Regions from separate parts of the Sus scrofa genome. Here region 2 is linked to region 1. Evidence: chromatin contacts called from public HiChIP or PLAC-seq data. All regions are on one chromosome and are shown on one strand. Each heading gives the region's core, a stretch centred on a gene start, on an enhancer-like site or on the middle of the called end of the contact. The rest is flanking DNA. Distances are from core to core; before and after follow the strand shown. Region 1 overlaps LOC110261469 (a long non-coding RNA gene). Region 2 has its middle 110 kb from the start of TMCO5A.

What was found. HiChIP or PLAC-seq counts read pairs in DNA pulled down with a chosen protein or histone mark.
Region 2: an H3K27ac HiChIP or PLAC-seq map of alveolar macrophages shows a contact between it and region 1. The contact joins two enhancer-like sites. A contact is called at or near these places in 1 of 47 Hi-C or Micro-C datasets (embryonic fibroblasts) and 1 of 2 datasets of contacts at active chromatin or transcription factors (alveolar macrophages).

The regions. Positions count from the first base shown.
Region 1 is chr1:132,680,418-132,683,608 of Sscrofa11.1, forward strand. The region is part of intron 2 of LOC110261469 (a long non-coding RNA gene); the gene reads right to left. Among named protein-coding and RNA genes, the nearest start is that of RASGRP1, 20 kb to the right of the region's middle. Within about 2 kb of position 1,679, at least 4 of the 83 cell types and tissues checked have an H3K27ac peak or open chromatin away from gene starts, as enhancers often do. A contact at or near this core is called in alveolar macrophages, where this site is marked.
Region 2 is chr1:133,272,085-133,275,275 of Sscrofa11.1, forward strand. No RefSeq gene overlaps it. Among named protein-coding and RNA genes, the nearest start is that of TMCO5A, 110 kb to the right of the region's middle. Within about 2 kb of position 1,712, at least 20 of the 83 cell types and tissues checked have an H3K27ac peak or open chromatin away from gene starts, as enhancers often do. A contact at or near this core is called in alveolar macrophages, where this site is marked.

The DNA of each region.
Region 1 (3,191 bases), core at 429-2,928:
CAAATAGTGAAATCTACTGACTGAGACATAATCGGCATCTCTTAAAATGTGCTCCTTAAACACGATTGCGTCATGATACTCCAAGAACAAGCTTGGAAATTACTGCTCACCAGATACCCCATCTTAATTTATAATATGCATGAATTTATTAAAGACTTTGAGCAATCTTACTGCTCTATATGATTCACACTAACCCTGTATTCCACAAGCCTGTGGTTGACCAACAAATTCTTTCTTTATATGCTATTGGTTGGCATCATATAGTGGGAGTTCCCGCAGTGGTGCAGTGGAAATGAATCTGACTAGTACCCATGAGGATGTGGGTTCAGTCCCTGGCCTCCCTCAGTGGGATGGGGATCCAGTATTGCCATGAGCTGTAGTGTAGGTCACAGACATGGCTTGGATCCCATGTTGCTGTGGCTGTGGTGTAGGCTGGCAGCTGTAGCTCCGATTTGACCCCTAGCCTGGGAATCTCCTTATGCCTTGGGTGCAGCCCTAAAAAGAAAAAAAAAATCATACAGTGATTTCTTTGGAAAATATTTTAGACTGTGTTAAAAACACCATTCAGGGAGTTCTCTTGTGGCACAGCAGATTAAGGATCCAGCAGGTTAAGGATCCAGCATTGTCACTATTGTGGCTTGAATCACTGCTGTGGCATGGATTCAATCCCTGGCCTGGAAACTTCTGCATGCCATGGATGCAGCCAAAAAAAAAAAATCATTCAGGGACATAGGTAACTAAAAATATATGCCTCATTCTATTTTGCTTGATCCTCAGTTTCTTTGGCCTAAAGGAATATCTAGAAGTAATACTAATCTTAAGATTTCAGGACATTGCTGTGTGCCATTTGGAAGCAGATGAAGATGAAGGAGGATGAAACCTGAAAGATTTGAAGTAGGCATTAAGAGGGTAAATTTACAGTTTCTCTCTCCAACTCCAGGTAGCCTTCTCTTTTCATTTTTTTCTCTCCAGACTTTTCATTTATCTAGGTCAAGGTCAGTGGCATGAGGAGTAAGACGGTTCTCCTTTCCTTCCTCACGTTGCAGCTTTCCCCACAAAGAGGACTTTCTCTAATTTTCTGGGAGAACTGGCTTTCTGGAAATCAACATTTTCTATATAAAATGGAAAGTTCACCCTGGGGTTGCCAGGAACAGTGGTGGTGGCATTAAGAGAAAAGAGAAGGTTAATTCACCAACCAACTGATAACCACTGCACACAGGATCAAACTACTTTCATTTCATATTCATTATCAAACTACTTTCTCACACCTTCTTATCAGTGGCTGGAGCTCCCCAGTTATCTACAAAGCAACTTCTCTTGAAAGAATCCATTTTACACTTCTTGGCTCTACCCCTTTAGCATCCAGCTTAAATTCATTGATCCAAGTTTTCCGTTTACTGCACGCCTTTCGCACTTGGGGAAACGCATGAGCTTTCGTGCCTGTGGCCATTCCCCAGAAGCAGTATTCTTTTAGATGGTTTTTCTTGTCTTTGTCCTCACCCTGGGTTGAGGGAGGATTTAAAAGACTGGCAGCTTTCCATAATGTGTTTTCCTTCTCTCATGATCAAACATGGCCTAGGCTTCCCAGAATTTTTCTCCCACTCAGGTTCTCATCTCTAAGTTTTCTCTGATCCGAGAGGCTCTTCCAGGAATCAGTGTTTAAGATGACGTGCCAGAAGGTCAGCCCCTTCTCTGGCCCGCAGGCTGCAGACATCACTTCCTCAGTGGTCCTGGCTTCCTTCCACACTCCAGGAACGTATTTATTCCAGGAGGGCTTGTCAAGAGTGAGATGGGTTAGCAGCTTCCTAAGCATAGAGAGGGGATCCACAGTCACCACTTCCACCCTCCCACCTCCACTATTTCCAGGGCCCCCAAAGCAGATGTTTCTCATTGAGACAGTGCATTTCCGCACAGTTCCTCTTCAGGAACTGGCCGCCTGAGGACTGCCCACTTCATCATTTGGTTGGTAGTCTATGGTCAGCCCTGAGCACTTCTGAGTCACATTTCTGGGAAGCCCAGCCTGCTACCATCTCTTTTATCTCTCACTCTCTCTCTCTCTTGCTCAGTGAAAGAGCAAAATTAACTTGCTAAACATTACAGGGTGAAGGATGCTTTCTTAAGGATTTTTAACTACCCAGTGCAGAGCAAAGCACCCCTACTTAAATGACTTATTTCCCTTCTTAGCTGAGTATAATATCCTTTGTACCATTTCTATCACTCTACCTGGGTTAAAAATGATACTTATCATGGCGTTTTCTCATGGCGCAGACTTTAAGGATCTGTTGTTGTCACTGCAGCAGCTCGGGGCTTGGGTCAGTGCTGTGGCATAGGTTTGATCCCTGACCAGGTAACTTCCATACACCACAAGGGCAGCCAAAAAAAAAAAAAAAAAGAAAGGAGGGAGGGAGGGAGGGAGAAAGGAAGAAAATGATACCTATCTTAAAGTTTAAGATAACACTTTTAAATAATAAATAGTTATTTAAATAATAAGATCAAACATACACATGAAATGCCCATAAGTTCCTTAAAAACAGTAATGTTTGTATTTCATATATATAATTCATAGTAATAAACTCACATTACAATGCTCTGAGATAGGTACTATTATTAGGTCCATTTTACAGACCAGAAAACTGAGGAAGAGAAAGGTAAAGTCAATTCCCTGTTCAGCTAGTATAGTGATTGGCAGAGCTGGTGTTACTTTTTTCCTCCCAGACTCTTTGTCCTGATGGTCTCCTCACTGAGTCTAAAGGGATAGCCTGGGGAGAGGAAGCTGAGCTGCCACCTGGCAATGGAGCATTGACTAGGTGGGCACTGCCCTGCCTCCTCCCCCTGCATTCTCAGTCAGGTGAGATGGGCCGCTGGTTCTACTGTACTTAGGGCCAGTGGGAGCTAAATCCAAGGTCCAGTGGATGGAAAATTACTAAGAGGAGACATCAAAGGTAGGGTATTGTTGCTAGACTGGCCTAACAAGATTCTTGCCTGCCAAAGGTAGGCCAAGGACTTAGACATCAAAGGTGGGGGATGAAGTTGTTAATCAGATACCAAGGATGGGGGGATTCTTGCTAAACTGACTTAGCAGGATTCTTGCTATAACTTCACCAAATAGGCCCAAGACGGGACAAGGTCAGCACTTTCCAGAGAAAGGAGCTCAGAAAGAGGTACCTGACTAAAGTTGGGTCCAACAGAGA
Region 2 (3,191 bases), core at 462-2,961, 590 kb after region 1:
TTGCCTCCTCATAAATCAAAAGCTGAGATTCAGGAACACTTTCTCATCACATCATATGGTTTTTCATTTGTCTCTTCTCACACTGCTCTGAGTCCTGAAAGCCCTTGCTTTCCACTTAGTCCAGTATGAGATGTGCTATGTTAACTTTTCGCTAGGTGTTTCCTTTAGTTATTTCAGGTATAACCCTGTTCTGTCTAGAAAGTTATCTTTTGGTACCTTCCCTCCCTGTTGGCATTATCATCTTCCTTTTAAGGATTCTCTCTAAGGTGACCCTAAGGAATCAAGGTCAATTAGGACTTAAAGGGGCCTGGTGATGGCACAGATGAGTAAAGCAGATCAGGTATGACACAGTTGGGGTGACGGGGATTATGGTGAACAAGTGACCATGTACTCTGTTGACTCAGCTGTTATTTCTCAGCTTTGAGCAATTATTGTCACTTGAGAATTCTATCCACTGGTTACACAACTTTTCATTTTTTAAAGAGAAGTCCAAAATCTAGGATTTTAGATGGCATCTCCAGAATTTTAATTATTTACAACAAATGCAAATTATAAAGAAAAAACACTGAGCCAAATGAAATGCAACTGCAAATTTGATTGAGCCTGTGAGTCGTCTTTGCTTTGTCCAATTTGTGATAAATGGGAAGATCCTCCCAGACTCATTCTTACTTGTACCCAAGTCATTCTGTGACTGCTGAACTCCTCAGACTTTGTCAACACTTAGTTGTCTCATATGCCATCTTTTCAGTATCCAATTCCTTGCTATTTCAAGGGTAAATTAGGCAATATATTGACCTCATTCATTCTAATGGGAATTTTTGCTAGGGTCTTTCCTTCCTTCTGTGTTTTTATACATACACACACACACACACACACACACATATTTGGCTATGCCTATGGCATGCAGAGGTTCCTGGGCCAGGGATTGAATCTGTGTCACAGCAGTGACAACACCAGATCCTTAACCCACTAGGTCACCAGGTAACCTCAAAGATAGATATTTTAGGGATAAAACTATAGGGATAATATTCATGAGGCTCTCGTCTAAATTGGAGATTTTCCATGGTGGGCCAGAGGGAGATATTTAGGTATAATGGTAAGTGGTACTTTGTGTTTTTTTCCAAGTCACAGATATCAGCAAGCTGCCAGAGTCTAGGGCCAGGTCTGAAAACAGTTTGAACTTACATCACTGTGGTGCATGGTCTTCATCATTATCAGTGTCAGTGTCAGGTATGGGCAGACTTACAAAGGACCATTAACCACTCTTGTTAGTTTTCCCTTTCTAAAGTTGAGGGTGCTTTCAGTGTTGACAAGCACCATGTTTTAAAAAGTTGTTTGTTTATACACCTGGTCACTGGTTCCATTTGGCATGACCTACATTACCTAAGTGCTGTTTGGCATGCTTAATGAGATCCCCACTACCACCTCGAGCTCTTAAAACAGTTAAGTGAAAGATTTAGTTTCCACAAATAGAGGAGACTTGGTCCTATGAGCATATTTTTGTGACTTTCTGGCCTTCTCTGCCCATTGGCCTGGAAGGCACCCACGTTGAGCCCACCTTGTTTTAATTCAGTGACACCAGTGAAATGTCTGCTGTTCCCATCTTGTCAGACTGCCAACAGAACTTACACAAACTCAATGACAAGCCTTACATGGCTAGCTGACCAGCTCTCCCCAGGCTACCCCAGCTCCCTCTCAGGAATAATAAGGTTCTGTGCCAGGACTGTACACATCCAAGATCCCAGTATGAGTCATTCTTTTGCCCCAGGGTCGATAAAGATTGAATCAGTGAGTTGGAAAAAAAGATGGTGATTTGGTTCTTTTTATTCCCCTTGGGAAGTAGGGTGGGGATTAGGACAAACTCATCTATTTTAGATGCTTATTTGCAAAATTCATGTATAGTCCCCTTCCACGAGTGAGGTTTCGACCCTGGTGCACAGCTTTTTCATTAAAGAGAGGAAAGTGGAACTGTTTTCATGTCCTTTTTGGGTAATTCTTTTGAAGCTAGCACCACCGTGTGGATAAAGTGGATGCTGACTTTTCTTTGGCTTGTGTAACTGGCCAGCACTGTGCTTCTGGCAACGTGATTTTGGTATCTTCTCGCCTGTTTTCATCTTTTCTGAGTCATCGCAGAGCAGCATAGTGATAGAAATATTTTTTGCAGCAGTGTCATACAGTGTTGGGCTCTCAAGGATCTTGTGCTTGTACAAAATGACTGAACCACATATGCAGGAAGACGACAGTGGCAGATTCACAGAACAGCTTTGTATCAGGCAGAGTGTAAATTAGATACCAAGTTTGGGGTTAGCCACTGGGCTCCAAAGTGGATGTTACCAATATGGACTCTGTAATAAACATCAGGATCTGTTCTGAGGCAACTTTCTGATCTTTATTACCCAAGAGCTGCAGGCTGAATCAGAGGAAAAGAAGAGATGTAAAAATCTGCTGGTAGGGTACAAAAGCATTTTACTAAACCACATGGTTTGCTTCCTGTGGGGTGGGAAAGTGAGGTGGAGCCTCTCAAGACTCTTTCAGGATAATGAAGAGGAAAGAAAAGAACAAGATAGGCCAGTTCTATTGACTGTGGTTTTAAGTCCTAAGAGCATGGAGGGAAGTGGCTAGCAAAGAGAGGACAAAGTCTTTTACCTCGATAGTGGCTTTTTTTGGTGGTGTGGCACCAAGATTCCTGGAGAGGGGTGAACCTGCTTCTTCTTGAGGGGTCAGTTCATTTCCAAATGGGCTGGTGTGTGTTTATTGGGATTGGGCTCTAACAGGTGAAGCTAGGGAAAGGTGCTACTTATAAAGATCTGGCACTATTTAACTCCCAATAGGCCACTCTTCCAGTCTTATTCGTCATGTAGTCTGCTAATGCCAAAGAGAAGTTTTACCACATTTAAAACAGAAAGCTGGAGTTCCCGTCGTGGCGCAGTGGTTAACGAATCCGACTAGGAACCATGAGGTTGCGGGTTCGGTCCCTGCCCTTGCTCAGTGGGTTAACGATCCGGCGTTGCCGTGAGCTGTGGTGTAGGTTGCAGACGCGGCTCGGATACTGCGTTGCTGTGGCTCTGGCGTAGGCCAGTGGCTACAGCTCCGATTAGACCCCTAGCCTGGGAACCTCCATATGCCGCGGGAGCGGCCCAAAGAAATAGCAAAAAGACAAAAAAAAAAAAAATAAAACAGAAAGCTGTGAT